Linked DNA regions of Mus musculus: all the other regions are linked to region 1. The links are chromatin contacts, called in public Hi-C and HiChIP or PLAC-seq maps. All regions are on one chromosome and are shown on one strand. The core of a region is the stretch at or near the end of the contact, and the rest is flanking DNA. Distances in the headings are between cores, read along the strand shown. Region 1 holds the start of Il21r (interleukin 21 receptor). Region 2 overlaps Gm30717 (a long non-coding RNA gene). Region 3 overlaps Nsmce1 (NSE1 homolog, SMC5-SMC6 complex component).

The links. HiChIP or PLAC-seq counts read pairs in DNA pulled down with a chosen protein or histone mark. Hi-C and Micro-C count contacts between places; a contact is called where the count stands out from the background.
Region 2: a contact with region 1 is called in a CTCF HiChIP or PLAC-seq map of CD8 T cells, with 9 read pairs. The contact joins the enhancer-like site here to the promoter of Il21r in region 1. A contact is called at or near these places in 19 of 39 promoter capture datasets (the 3T3-L1 cell line, 3T3-L1-derived adipocytes, the C10 cell line and 14 more), 1 of 15 datasets of contacts at CTCF or cohesin (CD8 T cells), 6 of 484 Hi-C or Micro-C datasets (the G1E-ER4 cell line, cerebellar granule neurons, embryonic stem cells and 1 more), 8 of 115 datasets of contacts at active chromatin or transcription factors (the 230-238 cell line, CD8 T cells, T-cell acute lymphoblastic leukemia and 4 more) and 2 of 9 other capture datasets (adipose tissue and liver).
Region 3: a Hi-C map of CD8 T cells shows a contact between it and region 1, with 3 times the contacts expected there. The contact joins the enhancer-like site here to the promoter of Il21r in region 1. A contact is called at or near these places in 25 of 39 promoter capture datasets (the 3T3-L1 cell line, 3T3-L1-derived adipocytes, the C10 cell line and 16 more), 2 of 15 datasets of contacts at CTCF or cohesin (CD8 T cells and large pre-B cells), 21 of 484 Hi-C or Micro-C datasets (B cells, CD4 T cells, CD8 T cells and 8 more), 19 of 115 datasets of contacts at active chromatin or transcription factors (the 230-238 cell line, CD8 T cells, the HPC-7 cell line and 12 more) and 4 of 9 other capture datasets (adipose tissue, liver, macrophages and 1 more).

Annotation. Positions count from the first base shown.
Region 1 is chr7:125,600,802-125,605,329 of GRCm38.p6, forward strand. It overlaps Il21r (interleukin 21 receptor), which reads left to right and starts at 2,628. Exons shown (of 9, transcript NM_021887.2): 1 at 2,628-3,051.
Region 2 is chr7:125,421,091-125,425,618 of GRCm38.p6, forward strand. The region is part of intron 1 of Gm30717 (a long non-coding RNA gene); the gene reads right to left. Among named protein-coding and RNA genes, the nearest start is that of Gm30717, 5.5 kb to the right of the region's middle. Within about 2 kb of position 2,066, at least 33 of the 459 cell types and tissues checked have an H3K27ac peak or open chromatin away from gene starts, as enhancers often do. A contact at or near this core is called in CD8 T cells, the G1E-ER4 cell line, the HPC-7 cell line and 1 more, where this site is marked.
Region 3 is chr7:125,472,363-125,476,890 of GRCm38.p6, forward strand. All of the region lies in intron 2 of Nsmce1 (NSE1 homolog, SMC5-SMC6 complex component), which reads right to left. Among named protein-coding and RNA genes, the nearest start is that of Nsmce1, 17 kb to the right of the region's middle. Within about 2 kb of position 2,344, at least 55 of the 459 cell types and tissues checked have an H3K27ac peak or open chromatin away from gene starts, as enhancers often do. A contact at or near this core is called in B cells, CD8 T cells, Th1 cells and 3 more, where this site is marked.

The DNA.
Region 1 (4,528 bases), core at 1,378-3,877:
GTGTCTCTGTGACAGCACAGTTCACTGACACCAGGAACTCTGCAGATCAGCAACTTCTCCTCTGCCATCCTGCCTTTGAGCTTTCTTAAACTCCAGGCTAAGAAAGACCTTAGAAGGTTCACTGTGAAGACCAAGAGAGGAGAAAAAGAAAGGAAATCAGATAAAGGGGAAAAAGCAGGAGGAAGGACGGTTGGGGGTGGGGAGCTGGTGGGAAGGAAAGCGGAGCAGAGGGCAGGGGAGGAGAAAGAAAAGCCAGCTTCATCCTGAGGTCTCAGGCAAGCCTGGAGCAGACACCAACAGCCACCAGTCTGCAGGGCAGACACTCATGGATCAACCATGAGGGACCCTGTAGGAAGTTCCCCAAACACAGCTTTGAAAAGGAAAGATCCAGACAGCCACAAAAAATGGGAGGCTTTCTCTTAAACCAGTCAGTCATGTGGGCTGCTCCCAAGCCTTTCCAAAAACACTGGTCAGAAAACACTGGTCAGGGCGAAGGCGGCCGGCGTGTACATCTGAGCCCATCACGACCATGGAGACAGCTCAAACAACTCTGGTCTGACCTCACTCCTCTTAGGTTCAAATATCAGCTCTAATGCCTCATAGCCCAGGAGCTAGTTTGCTCCCCTGAGCCTCAATCTCTTCATCTGTGAAATGGGAACAGGCTTGTCTGTCACTCAGGGTCTGTGGGCAAGTGCCATCGGAGCACCTGAGCAATGTGAGAAGGAGATGGCTCTGACTTCCTCTCTCTGGGGCTGCTGGGCAGGAGCTGCCTGGCTTTTGTCTTCTGGCTTCCAAAAGTCTATTTGTCACCCCTTTTCTGTACCTCTCACTTGCTTCAAGACAAAAACAAAAACAAAAACAAAACAAAAAAACAGTCTTAAGAGTTTCTTTTCTACTGCACGGGTCAGAGAGGACTGCTGTGCACACACCAGCTGCGCTGTGTTTCAGGAATGGGAGCACTCACTGACTCCATGCTTTCCTGGTTCCCAAGAGCAGCTGTGGATCCCTCTTAGCCCCTACCTTTTCTCCCAGGGCAGAGGACTCTGAGGCTGGCAAAGGGAAAGTCTCTCCCCTGGGTCCCCAGCTGGGAGATGTGTAAGCCCTGTAGAAGTCTTAGAAGGTTCGTGACAGGAAGGGCACTGAAGTCATGCCCTCTCCAGAAGTGGGAAGTGAGCAATTTGATGATCGGAGGAACTCATGGGACTGGCCGTCTCCTGTGCTGACCATGGATGAGGGCTTGCTGCTCATGTTATGCTTAAATTGTTGAAACATAGACAAAGCTTGCTTTTAGGTCTGTGGGAGTACCTTGAGAAGGTAAATGCTACAGCTGCAGGAGAACCTACGCACTGTCTCAAGAGTGGTCCTGGGCAGAGCACGGGATTGGACTAGTTCACTGCTCATCAATGGAGTCTTCAACAAGTTGTTTCGCCTCAAAGGTTGACTAAACATTGGCCTCACGGGTGCAGGCATGAGGTCTGAGTGACGGCTAGAGTGTCGGTTTGCACAGGATAGACATGATCTTATGAACCTGCTTGTGAGTTCTGAAGAGATGAGTCTCGGAGGCAGATTTTAAGGGATTCTAAAAGCTGCCCTAAACTATGGGGACCACCCTTGGACTGTCGAGGGAAGAGGCAGAGGCAGGAGGTCACCCATGGTTTGACAGGAATGGTGATAGCCTCAGCATGGTCAGAAAATGAATGGAAACCTCACTGTTTAGAATTAATTTGAACTTTCAATAATAAAGCCCTTTTTATGAGGAAGGAAGGAAGGAAGGAAGGAAGGAAGGAAGGAAGGAAGGAAGGAAGGAAGGGAGGGAGGGAGGAGAAAGGAAGGAAGAGAGAGAAAGAAGGGAGGAAAGAAAGAAAGAAAGAGAGAGAGAGAAAGAAAAAAAGAAAGAAAGAAAGAAAGACAGACAGACAGACAGACAGACAGAAAGAAAGAAAGAAAGAAAGAAAGAAAGAAAGAAAGAAAGAAAGAAAGAAAGAGTTTATTTTCTCTATTTGTTTGGATTTCTATCTGTGTGTGGCTGCCTTGCCCTCCTGGCTGGACAAGGGGCACAGCAAGGCTCTCAGGAGCAGCAGGGTTCTCTCCTCCAGGGTAGCAGCGCATGTCCTCCTTCCCACAATGCTGAGGCTGGGGACTGGGGAATGGATGGTCATGAGCAGTGCTTAAGGCAGAAAGTCTGAGTGTCTGGGTCATTCTGAATCAGGACCCTGGGGCAGGCAAGGGACAGACAAAATGGACCAGTTAGACACCTGTAAAAGAGCAGTCATGAGGTAGGCGTCCACCTTCAGTCTGTCCCATCTGTGCTGAGGGGCTCAGGGTAAATACCAAGGGCTTCAGGTGGGATGTGCTACTGTCACATCTCTGTCTCGGTTTCTACATCTTCAAGAAGTGGCAAGTCCCACTTCACTGCCTGCCTCTTGGGACACGACTGTGAGGCCTTTGGGATGATGTCATCTGTCTGCAAGATGTCAGACCCCAAATATCGTGTTAAGGGTGACCTTTGGGGAGCCGTGGGTGCCTGCTTGCAGGCATCTTAGTTTTTCTTGCCCCTTCTGGAGGATCTGGCTGGGTTGGGCGGGGCACTGTTTACCACATCCCCTCCCCACCCCTTGCCTGGCCTCAGATAGACACCGAAGCCTCCGCTGGTGGCCCTGTGTTTCAGTCGCACACAGCTGTCTGCCCACTTCTCCTGTGGTGTGCCTCACGGTCACTTGCTTGTCTGACCGCAAGTCTGCCCATCCCTGGGGCAGCCAACTGGCCTCAGCCCGTGCCCCAGGCGTGCCCTGTCTCTGTCTGGCTGCCCCAGCCCTACTGTCTTCCTCTGTGTAGGCTCTGCCCAGATGCCCGGCTGGTCCTCAGCCTCAGGACTATCTCAGCAGTGACTCCCCTGATTCTGGACTTGCACCTGACTGAACTCCTGCCCACCTCAAACCTTCACCTCCCACCACCACCACTCCGAGTCCCGCTGTGACTCCCACGCCCAGGAGACCACCCAAGTGCCCCAGCCTAAAGAATGGCTTTCTGAGAAAGACCCTGAAGGAGTAGGTAAGTAGACTCTAGTTCTTGTTCTCCCTGAGTCTGGGGGCCTTTTTTCTGTCTTTTGCATAACACTGTGGTGGGACACAGGCAAAGAACACTACGCAGTTAGTGTGGGCAGAGTCAGGGCTGGAGTTCCTTGTTCAACTGACTAAAAATGACTAGGAATGCCCTTGCTGAATGTTGGAGGGTTATGGAGGCAGGAGCATGGCTAGCATAATCCCTTGCCTATGCAAAACTGCCTGCAAGAAGTGGTGAGGAGAAAAAAAAAGAGAGACTCTGGATGGTAGACAGTCTGCCAGGCAGTGATAGGCAGTAGCCAGGGGCATTGGGAAGCTTCCAGGGGGCCGTTTTGTAGGGAGGAAATCAGGTACTACCGGCCAGTATAGTTTATTACTTTAACTCCATCTATCCTTCCAGGCAGGTGGGGTGCCTACTTCACAGAGAAGGAAATCTGACTCCACAGGGGAAGAGTGACATTCCTTATGGGTCTTGTCATGATATGGCAAGGTGGGCAGTCCAACCAGGTGTCACCACCCAAATCCAGGGCCTGGGTCAGATGATAAGAGGTAACACCTCTTCCATGAGAAGAGAGGGGAGCCCGGAGGTTGTTGGAAGTCTAGTCTAGAGAACAGAATAGGAGAAGGCGGCACATGGGTTAATAGCATAGGAAATAATGTCTGTGCTTAGGACGTGTCAAGAGGACCAGAGCAGGTCATAGATGCATTAGAGGGTCACGAGTAGTTCCTAAGAGAATGTCTGTGCTCTCTGAGGCAGTTAGAGCACATGGTAGCATTTCCGAGTCTAGCAGCGAACCAGGGCAAGCCTCTCTGCTTCTTTGAGCCTCCTGGGTCCTCACTTTCTCCATCTGTAAAATGGGGATCAAGGTGGCTCTATCTTTGTGAGGCTGTTTATGAGAACTCCAGGACATCAGAATGTCAAGATTGACTTCAGGGGCTCCTACACCCAGGTACCCTGCCCCATGGAGGAGAAGGGCTAACCACTGAGAGCCACCAAGAATACAGGGAAGGCTAGAACAGCCCTATCTGTCGTGAATTGTGAGAACTTGGGGACCTCCCAGAACCCTCAGAGTCCAGGTGAGGCCAATGGCCCCATGCAGCTCGGTGCATAGATGTCAATACTGGGTGGACCCTGTGGGGGACAAACCTGCCTTTTGGTTAAGAGTGATGAAGAGAGTCAGAACAGAAATTGGAACCCAGTCTATATGGCAGGATGCCGTCCCATAGGAAAACTCACAGCCTTGGAACATTGTCTAAGGACATTTCTCAGACAGCACTTAGCCACGTGATCCCCACAGTGGGGTGTTTTCTGCAGTAGCCCTGCCCTAGGGCCCGGTGTCCACTCTTCAGTGGACCTCAGAGAGAGAACGATAGAATCCCTGACTGGCAGGGGAGACAGAAAGGAGAGCATGTGGAAGATGGAAGAGAGACAGGCAGGCTACCTGCTGGGGAAGTGATTTCCTCAC
Region 2 (4,528 bases), core at 816-3,315, 180 kb before region 1:
TGGACCTGAAGGTGCCTTAACCATGAACTGACCAACACCTGAAATGGGCAGATTCGATGCTGCTTCTGATGCCATGGGCCTATGGCAGTGCTGAAGCCATGGGCCTATGGCAGTGCTGAAGCTAGCCCCAACCACCCAACCTCAGCAGACCAACAGCAGGTGACAGTAAATAGGAAAGAAAATGGCCACACTGGGGAGAGGGACTAAAACAATAACAAGATCAGGTCACCTCCTAAGTTCATCTTCCAGGTTCAAAGGGAAGGCAGGAGGTATACATGGCTAACAGTCCTCGCCAGGGTGGGGTCACCCATCACAGACCATCAGTGTCCAGGCTCCAGGCTCTCCTGCAAGTGAGAGTTAGGTGGCCTAACAAGTTTGTCAGAACTGTGTGGACTCTCTTCCGGATAGAGACTGAGGCCTCTATCAACTTCAGCCTTTTCCTTTCCAGGTGGTGAGATTCCTGAGGAAATGCCAGTTTCTTGGATACATTGTCTCAAAAGACAACAGGAAGGCCACGAGAATCTCTTCAAAATGTAGCTCCTCCTGCCAATCTCTTCACATTTCTAAATCAAATAACACCCTTATCAGTGCAGCCACCATGGCTCCCCGCATCAGTGTAGCCATCAGTGTAGCCACCGTGGCTCCCAGAGTCCCTCCTCTCCTCTCTGTGATCTTATGGACACTCCAGGATTTGGTTTCAGTCCATGGGGCTACCATTCTCCCATTCCTTATTTGAAGCTATAAGGTAGAACCTAAAAGAGACTTTTGTCCTTCTTGCCTACAATCCAAGGCTCTTTCTGTCACTACTGGCTGTGAGGCCTGGAGGAAGTTGCTAAGTTTCTCTGTGCTTCAATGTCTTTATCTGTTAAACGGGGGGGGGGGGGGGGGGGGGGGATGAGACCTATGGGTGGGTGTGTTAAACTAGGGAGAGCTGTGCCTGGCACTCAGCAAGTTGCTGGTCAGTGCTTGCCAACAAGGTCACCACGGTCTATAATGTCCATCAGCACCTGCCCTTGGGAAGATGACAGGCAGTCCCAAGGTTCCTCTGCATGGTTGCAGGCCTGTTTCAGGTTCAATGGACTACAACCCAAGCTTCAAGGACAATGAGTCTATTCCTGCTGACATCTAAGAAGGCCCTTTTGCAAAAAAAACCATAGCTGTGTCTTTGTCTTGTCCAGCTATATCCCCCCTCTGTGGTGCTCTGATGTGAGTGTCCTTGATCCCTAGGCTTTTGTTTGGTCCCTGGTAACGCTGTCTTGGGAGAGGCTGAGTATTTTAGGAGGTGAAATGCTGGGTATTTTAGGAGGTGAAATGCGGGGCAGGGTAGGGTGGGGACCCTCGGTGAGCACAGGCCCTTCTGCCCTATACTTCCTGCCTGTAGTGCCATGAAGAATGGCCACCACCACACATTCCACCACTGTGATGTTCTGGCTGAGCACAAAATGCCCAACGACCAAACACCGTGAAACCATGATTCAAAGCTGACCCTCCCTCTTGGATGTCGAATCTATAACATATATTGTTCCAGCAACAAGTAACTAGACCCTCCCCAAAGCTCACACATCCAGCGGCCTTACTAGTATTACTATACAAAATTTAATTTAAAGAGAAACGTCCAGAGCCTGGCAGTGTTTCGTTCTCTTTGCAGACTCCCACACTATGCTGCTGTACTGTCCATCTCTATGCTGCTGGTGGCTGCCATGGAGTCTGCACTCAGCATCTCACTACTGTGGAGTGGATAGGTGTGGCTTCTTTCCAAGGAGAGAACTGGGAAGCAAGGAAGGCACTGCCCAGCCTGTGGGTTTAAGGAGGCCCTTGCTCTCAGTTCTGTAGGTGCATAGGGTCACTACTGAGCAGAAGGACCTCTTAAAGGGCCGTATCCTGAATATCTTCCCTCTTCTCTTCCTATTCCTGGTCCTGCTTTCTCACCAGACTTTCTGTCAGATCCCAACATATCTGAATCCTCTTAGAATTTGCTGGGCCGACGTTTGCCTGACTGCCTAATAGAATAATAGTGTAACAGGAAACATTTCCTTCAACCTAACCTCCTGCTAAGCACATGGTCATGTGACTTCCCATTTTACAACTTCTGAGGTATAGAGAGGTTAAGGGGCTGGCCCAAAGTCACACAGCAAGAAAGTAACAGATTTGAACCTGTCATCCCACTCCCTCTGTCAAGCCCTTCCAGGAAAAGTGCTGCCTGGCTGTAAGAGTCACAGGAAATGGGAACTGCAGTCACTAGATTAATAACTCACTAGTAGACCTCACGACCACTGAATCATCTTAGAACCTAGTTATCATTAGTAGCATCTGTGTCTGTTTTAATAATTTCATGATTGCTAAGAAAGACCTGGCCATCAAGCTGTCGCTCCAGGTCAGGTGACATGGCAGAGCTCATGTGACCCTCTGTACAACAGAATTAGATGGCATTATTGTTTTCTATTTTACAGGTGGGGAAACCAAGACACAGAAAGTGAAATAAGTTGCTCACGTCACACAGAGAAGCAGAGAGTAAATGAGAACTCAGTAAGGGGTAGAGATGTAGGAGGTTGGGAGGAGAGGACAGAACAGAGCTGACTACACACGCCCAACCCACCTACCAGGCTCTGGAAATGGATGAGACCCACTACCATTTGTGGTCAGGCGCTGACCCTGGCTCCTCTTTCCTCTCTGAATTCCATGAGAATAGCTGTTTTCCTCAGAATCCCTACCCACTCCCCCAGAGACAGCAGTCTTCCAACAATAAGAAGCAGATGTTCTCCTCTTTAGCTTTAAGCCAAGAGACAATTCATGAAGTTCCAAAAATCACGTAACATACCATAATAATCCCATGACATCACTCACACATAATAACTGTCAGGTCCCGACCCCCAGGATGGCAGTCCGGGCTCAGTTCCGGCTGCACCAGCACTCCTCTGAAACCGAGCAAAGTGGGTTTCTGTTTGCCAGGGAGAGCCATTGCTTTCTCTCTCTTACCTCTTTGCCAACCTCCTTAGGGTGCAGCTAGTTCTCTAGTCACCCCAACAAACCTCCAAAGACCAAAGCCTCCCCCCCCCTCACCGCTGCAGCATAACCCCTTTAACTGGCAGGGCTCCCACCATCCCCTGCCATCCTCTCTGCTCTTCTCCAGGACCAAGGTAACCAAAGACAGACACAAGATGTGGAAAGGAGGGAGGGAAGGGGATAGTCTCTCAGTGTCCCTGAGGCTGACTGAGGACAAGAGCAATGGGTAGGAGCTGGGTCCTGCAGCAGGGGCGGGGTGGGGCATGGACGGGCTCATATATTTGCAAGAGTGAAGCAATGATACCTGGAGTTCCCTGCAGTGTACAGTAGGTAAGAGGGACTATTGTTCATCTTTCTCATTGCTATGACCAAATACCCAACAGAAGCTGGTTATTGAAGGAAAAAGGATTTTTTTTTTTTTGGCTCATAGTTTCGGAGGGTTTGGACCATCATAGCAGAGAAGGTACGGTGGGGGCGCTCGGCTCACTGGCAGGGCTCCCATCATCCCCTGCCATCTTCTTTGTTCTTCTCCCTCCCTTTTCTCTCCGCCCCTCCCGGTTTCCCAAGAGGTAGTAGCTATGGCAGGCTCCGGAGAGTGCAGTTAGTTCTCCAACATGGTTGACAGGAAGTAGAGAATAAGAAAGGAAGTAGCCAGAGATAATATATGCCTAATGGCCCACCCCTGGTGACCCATTTCCTCCAGCTAGGTTCCATATTCTAAAGTTTCCAGAGCCTCCCAAAAGAACAGCACTGATTGGAGACCAAGTGGCCACCACGTGAGCTTGTGGAGAGCATTCCATGTGTGATCCACAGCAGGTGCTGAGCGTGAATCGTGGTCCTCCTCCTCAGTATGGGTTACAGTGTCCGCCTTTAAGAGGCTTGAGAACACGGAGAGCATCGTCTGTTGGCACGTGCCGGAAGCCTGTCATGTATAAGGACTCTGAGCTGCCTAGCCCAGTCTCTCAGCCTGCTGGACTCTCTCTTAGGCCACTCAAGACAAACAGAAGCACCTAATCCTGGGGACACTGGAGGAGGAAAGTCTGCCTGGAAGCACTTCTAGCTACCCGTGGTTACAGGGGTTCACAGAGAGTCTTTAAGTGAAGAAAAGGGAAAGAAAAGTCTCCACAAAATATCAGGTTGTGTGTAAAGCTCCGGTGGAGGAAAAATTAAGAGGAATCCAACATGTCCCTCAAGTCTATCCCAAACATCATTGCTACAGCTTTGTGGGTTTGGTTCTTAAATATGTTGTTTTGTTTGATTGCTTGATTAAGATTATTTATCTGTTTTTGCAGTAGTGAGAATTGAAGCCAGAGCCTTGTGCATGCTAGGCAAGCCCATGCTACTGAGCTACATCCACACCTGATATTTTATTTTTAAGATAGTCTCACTATGTAGCCCAAGCTTGCCTAGAGTTCCTGATCCTTCTAACTCAGCCTCTTGAGTGCTGTGATCTCATGTGTGTGCCATCAGGTCTGGCTCACCTTTGCCAGAGTTTGGAGTCCCCTTGAAGGTTTGGTGCCATTGA
Region 3 (4,528 bases), core at 1,094-3,593, 130 kb before region 1:
GTGGTTTCTTTCTTCCCGGAGTGCTCAAAGATAAGCTGAGACAGATGGTGTAGTGAGGCAGAAAGGCGGACAAGATTGTTATCTCAGACCACTGAGACAGTAGCCTTCCTTCCTCTTCCCCAAGGCTTCATGCTGCACCAGTGGCCCTCCACAGCTCCCTCCTCCTAGAAAGCTAGCCAGGACACATCTGAAGGCCTTGGGCCAGCCCAGGCCTGAGCCACAACAGGGTAAGTGAGGCACTCACAGCAGAAGAGGCCCTGTTCTAAGCATAATCCAAGCAGCTATTGCCCAAGTGTCCTCCCACTGGCCCTTCTCGGGCCCTGGCAGCTCTGAGCACAGGCAGAGACGGTGTGAACTGTGGGAGCCTGGCTCTAGCGGAAGCTCCTGCTATGCCACCATCAGGAGGCCACCAGCCATCAGGAGGCCACCAACAGGGACCTTTTTGAGAGCCATGAGTCTGAGGAGGGGAAAAGGTCCAGAAGCAGGGGGCTTGGGTGAACAGATACTAACAGCTGGTGAGAAAGACCAGGAAAGGATGCAAAGGGAGAGGGCATGTGTTACACATCCCAGCTTGGAGAGTCAGCCCCTCTGTCGGCTACAGAACCTGCTCTAACACAGTGAAGGCATACGGCCAGCTTCATACACTAGAATTACCGATCTGCAGTGTGATACTTTCAAGACCAGAGTATACCTGTTTTCACTTATTAAAATAATGTCAAAGGATTTATACTTTAGAGTTACTTTGGGAAGCCCAGCAGTGGTAGCTCACGCCTTTTAACGCCAGCACTCGGGAGGCACAGGTAGGCCTCAGAGTTTAACAGGCAGCCTGGTCTGCAGACTGAGTTTAGGGACAGCCAGGGCGACACAGAGAAACCCTGTCATGAAAAAAAACAAAACAAAACAAAAAAAAAACAAGCAAAAAAAAATTTTAAATAAAGAAAAAAAAACAAAAAACAGAACCACTGAGAAAAAAACTGCAGGAAAAACAAAAACAGAAACAGACACCATGCCACCATTTATGTTACTAAGCTTACTAAGGCTTGCACTAGAAAGAAGACTCATCTAAAGGGTCAGTCTCACTTCCTACAGAAAGTGGGCATTTCTAACACTGTGTAACAAAAATAAAGCCAGCTTAAAAGACAAAAGGTAATATTGGTAGCAGGGGAAGACATGCAACATTAAGGGCAAACAAAGACCCAGACTCATGGGTTCACAGTAATAGCAACATACATGTGCTGCAGTGGCTCTTTGTCCCTTTGTTTAATAAATCCAAGTTAAATGAAAAATCAGTATCAGCTATTAAGTGGAAAACAATGATGCGGGAGGAGGAAGCCAGGACTCAGAGCTGACATTCGCACCTCCCACTGCGGCCCCCTGACACCAGAGCCGATGCAAAGGGGCCTTTCCCATGACACACTCTGCTGGGCATGTAAGATGGCTGACACACGGTGAGGACCCCTTCTCGTCCCAGGTACCAACTTTGAAAGACTGATACTAATTCTGACAAGGGACTCAGGTGCTCAAGAGCCACTGTAATAGAAACAACATGGCTTCCCAGGGAGGAATCACTTTACACACTCAGGAAGGAAGGAGGATGTGTCCGGCGCTGGCTAATGCCCAAGGAGGAACTGGCCCTGAACAGATGAACTTCTATACCCCAGGCTTGTGCACTTTACATAGCTGACCTCTTTAATAAAATCACTTTTAGGTCCCAGCCCCAAGTCATACTTAGAACAATTTATAGAGAGACAGGTAGAGACTACAAGTCTGTCCTCTTGGGCAGATGGGAGACTTACACAGCAAAGACACTGCCAAAACTCTCTCTTATGTACATCAGTGCTGGTCTTTTCGAATAGTTGTTACCTAGGTCCACTTGCCCACCTGGCAGGCAGGACTACTGATGGTTGTGATCCTGCACTGCCCTCTTTGAGCTGCCGTTAGAGGTATGTCTTTGGGAATGGGCCTAAAGGCTGGTTCTAAGTCAGTAATGTCTCCTTTGTTATGGGACTGGAACCTAAAGGCTGGTCACTCCTGCGAAGCAAACATTTACATCCTAGGATTCTCAACTGCCCCTATTGCAGCGGGCCTGTTTAGCAGACCACTTATCTCTGGAATATTTTGGAGGCAGTGTTCCTTTAGCTAAATTCCACTTGTGTGACTTGAGTTCTCCAAAGCAAATCTATTATTGAGTCATTTATAACACTAGTTTTAATACTTTGAATTTCTTCAGTATCACTACCTCTCACTGGGTAAATGACAAGATCCTTTGTGAACAGGTTCAAACCAGTCTCACCTCCCTCTGAAAGGGACAATTCATATTTTCCACCAAAGAGGTACCTCAAAGTATCATTCAGAAAACTGCTCTCTGTGGGCAGATCAAAGGCACTCTCTTTTATACTGTACTTTCCGAGTCCTCTGGGGGTGGGATGCGAGCAACCCTCTTTTCACACAATCCCCCAGGAAGGCCACATTCATGTGGCTGCCTCCACCAATGACCTCGTGCTCAACAGGTCCCCACACCTTCACTATCTCCGATTTGCTTTGCTATTTGGTAGCAACAGGGCCAGCAGCAAAGACCCGCTTCTCTGTGAGCTCGTCTTCCCTTTCATCCCTGAGAGCCAACGTAACTTTTGACCTCAAAGCCTCTCTTAGTCACTCCAGATGGCCTGCACAGCTCTCCGTGGTGCCCTCTAATCTTCACAGCCTCCTGGCCAGGCTTGGCCCTGACAAGCCAGCCAGAGTTTCCAGTACTGCCCTCCAGAGTTCTCAAGCAGTAACCTCATGGTGGTCACCAATTGCCATGTCTGGACACCCACCCAGGAATCCCAAGCCTGGCTCCAGGTGCCAAGCAGCCCCATGTCCTTCCAGAAGCTTCCCAGCCCACTCCATGCTAAGCTGGCCAGCTCTGGGGTCTCTCTTGTGCTACCACTCAGCATCAAGGTCATTGTTCTGCCTTTATTGCTCCAGGAGGTCTTGGCCAAAAAGCGACAGTTTGCAAACCTGCAGAGCTACACATGCCCCGAACTGTGCCATGTGACTCAAAGGCAAGTATTTCCAGGCATGAAATCCTACTGTGAAAGATTTAAGAGTTAATTACCATTACTCACGCCAACCTCTCTTCAGAATCCTGAACCTACTGAGAAAATGGCACACACTTCCAACATCGAGGGTCATGCAAGCCCATCAGAGACTGCTTTCCCCAACAGCAGCAGCCTGCAGCTGGCAGTATGAAGTGTGGTCTGCTCAGCCACAAGGTGAGCAGGCTCTGGGCTGACCCCGGGGCTGTCTCCTTGTCATGCAGGCACCTGCTTTTCTTCCAGGCTGTGATCATGAGACTGTAATTAATGCATCGTGCAGCCTGCTGGACACACTGGGTACTGGTGTGATGCATTTGTCATTGCAACCACCCTGCCAGGTGCATTCCTAATGTCCCCCTCCTACACTGGCTGCCTAAAGAGAGTAAACAAGTCTCAGAGTTTCCCTAACTTGGACATGGAGCTGGGCTGCCAAACTCCAGATCCTCAGCGCAGGCAAGAAGCCATCCACCCTCAGCAGAGAAAAGCTGACAGCCTTCCCCCAGCACAACCCAGAGCTGTCACAGTACTTCAGTCACAAAAAAGGGGCTCTGCCAGGGGACGGGAGGGGAGCACAGGAACTGTAGCACCCTGGATGAGGTCACCAGAGGGGCTGCTGAAATTGGAGATGGTTTGCTGGAAGCCAAGTGGCTGACATTGGCATGCACGACATCAGTTCAGTCATCGCCTGGTCCTACCCCAAGATGGGCTGCAGAAAGGGAAAGACCCGTAAGGGCGGGAAGAAGCTCTGCTGCTTTTCCATCAGGACATGTCTGACAGAGAACCAGTTAGCGCCTGGAGCCCGGCTTCACACGGCGCTATCCCACTAAACAAAACAGGCCTCTCAGACTCAAAGCTTAGCCCACTGAGTCCGCTTTTCTGTGGCTTAGACGTATTTTCTCCCTTTTGTAACTGAATCTAGTGTGCTTTTACTAAAGAGCCTCCTGCTAAATAAATCAGAGCCTGCTTCTATAGGCTGTGGGGCTCACAGTTCACTACACACTGGACCCCAACAGCAGACAGTCAGGAAGTCTGCTGCCCTAACCTCTGGCCAACAAGTATTTTTGTTCTAAACAAGTCACCAAAGATAGGAAATGCTATTTTTAGACAGAGAAAATAAAGAGTAAAAATCAGCCCTAGGGGTCCAAACCTTTGTGAGCCGACTTGTCCTGTGACAGCAAGAAGGCCACCTGCTGAGTTTACTAACAAGGTAGAGCCCTGCTACAGACTCAAGTGCTGGGCAGAGCTGACCTCAGCTGGAGCAGTGGTTCTCAGCCTCGTGCTGCAACCCTTTAACACCAGTGCTTCTCAAGCCTCCTAACACTGCACCCTTTATATACAGTTCCTCATGTTGTGGTGACCCCAACCATAAACTTATTTCATTGCTACTTCACAACTACAGAATCGCAATGTAAATATCTGATATGCAATCCTGTAAAATGGTCATTTGATCT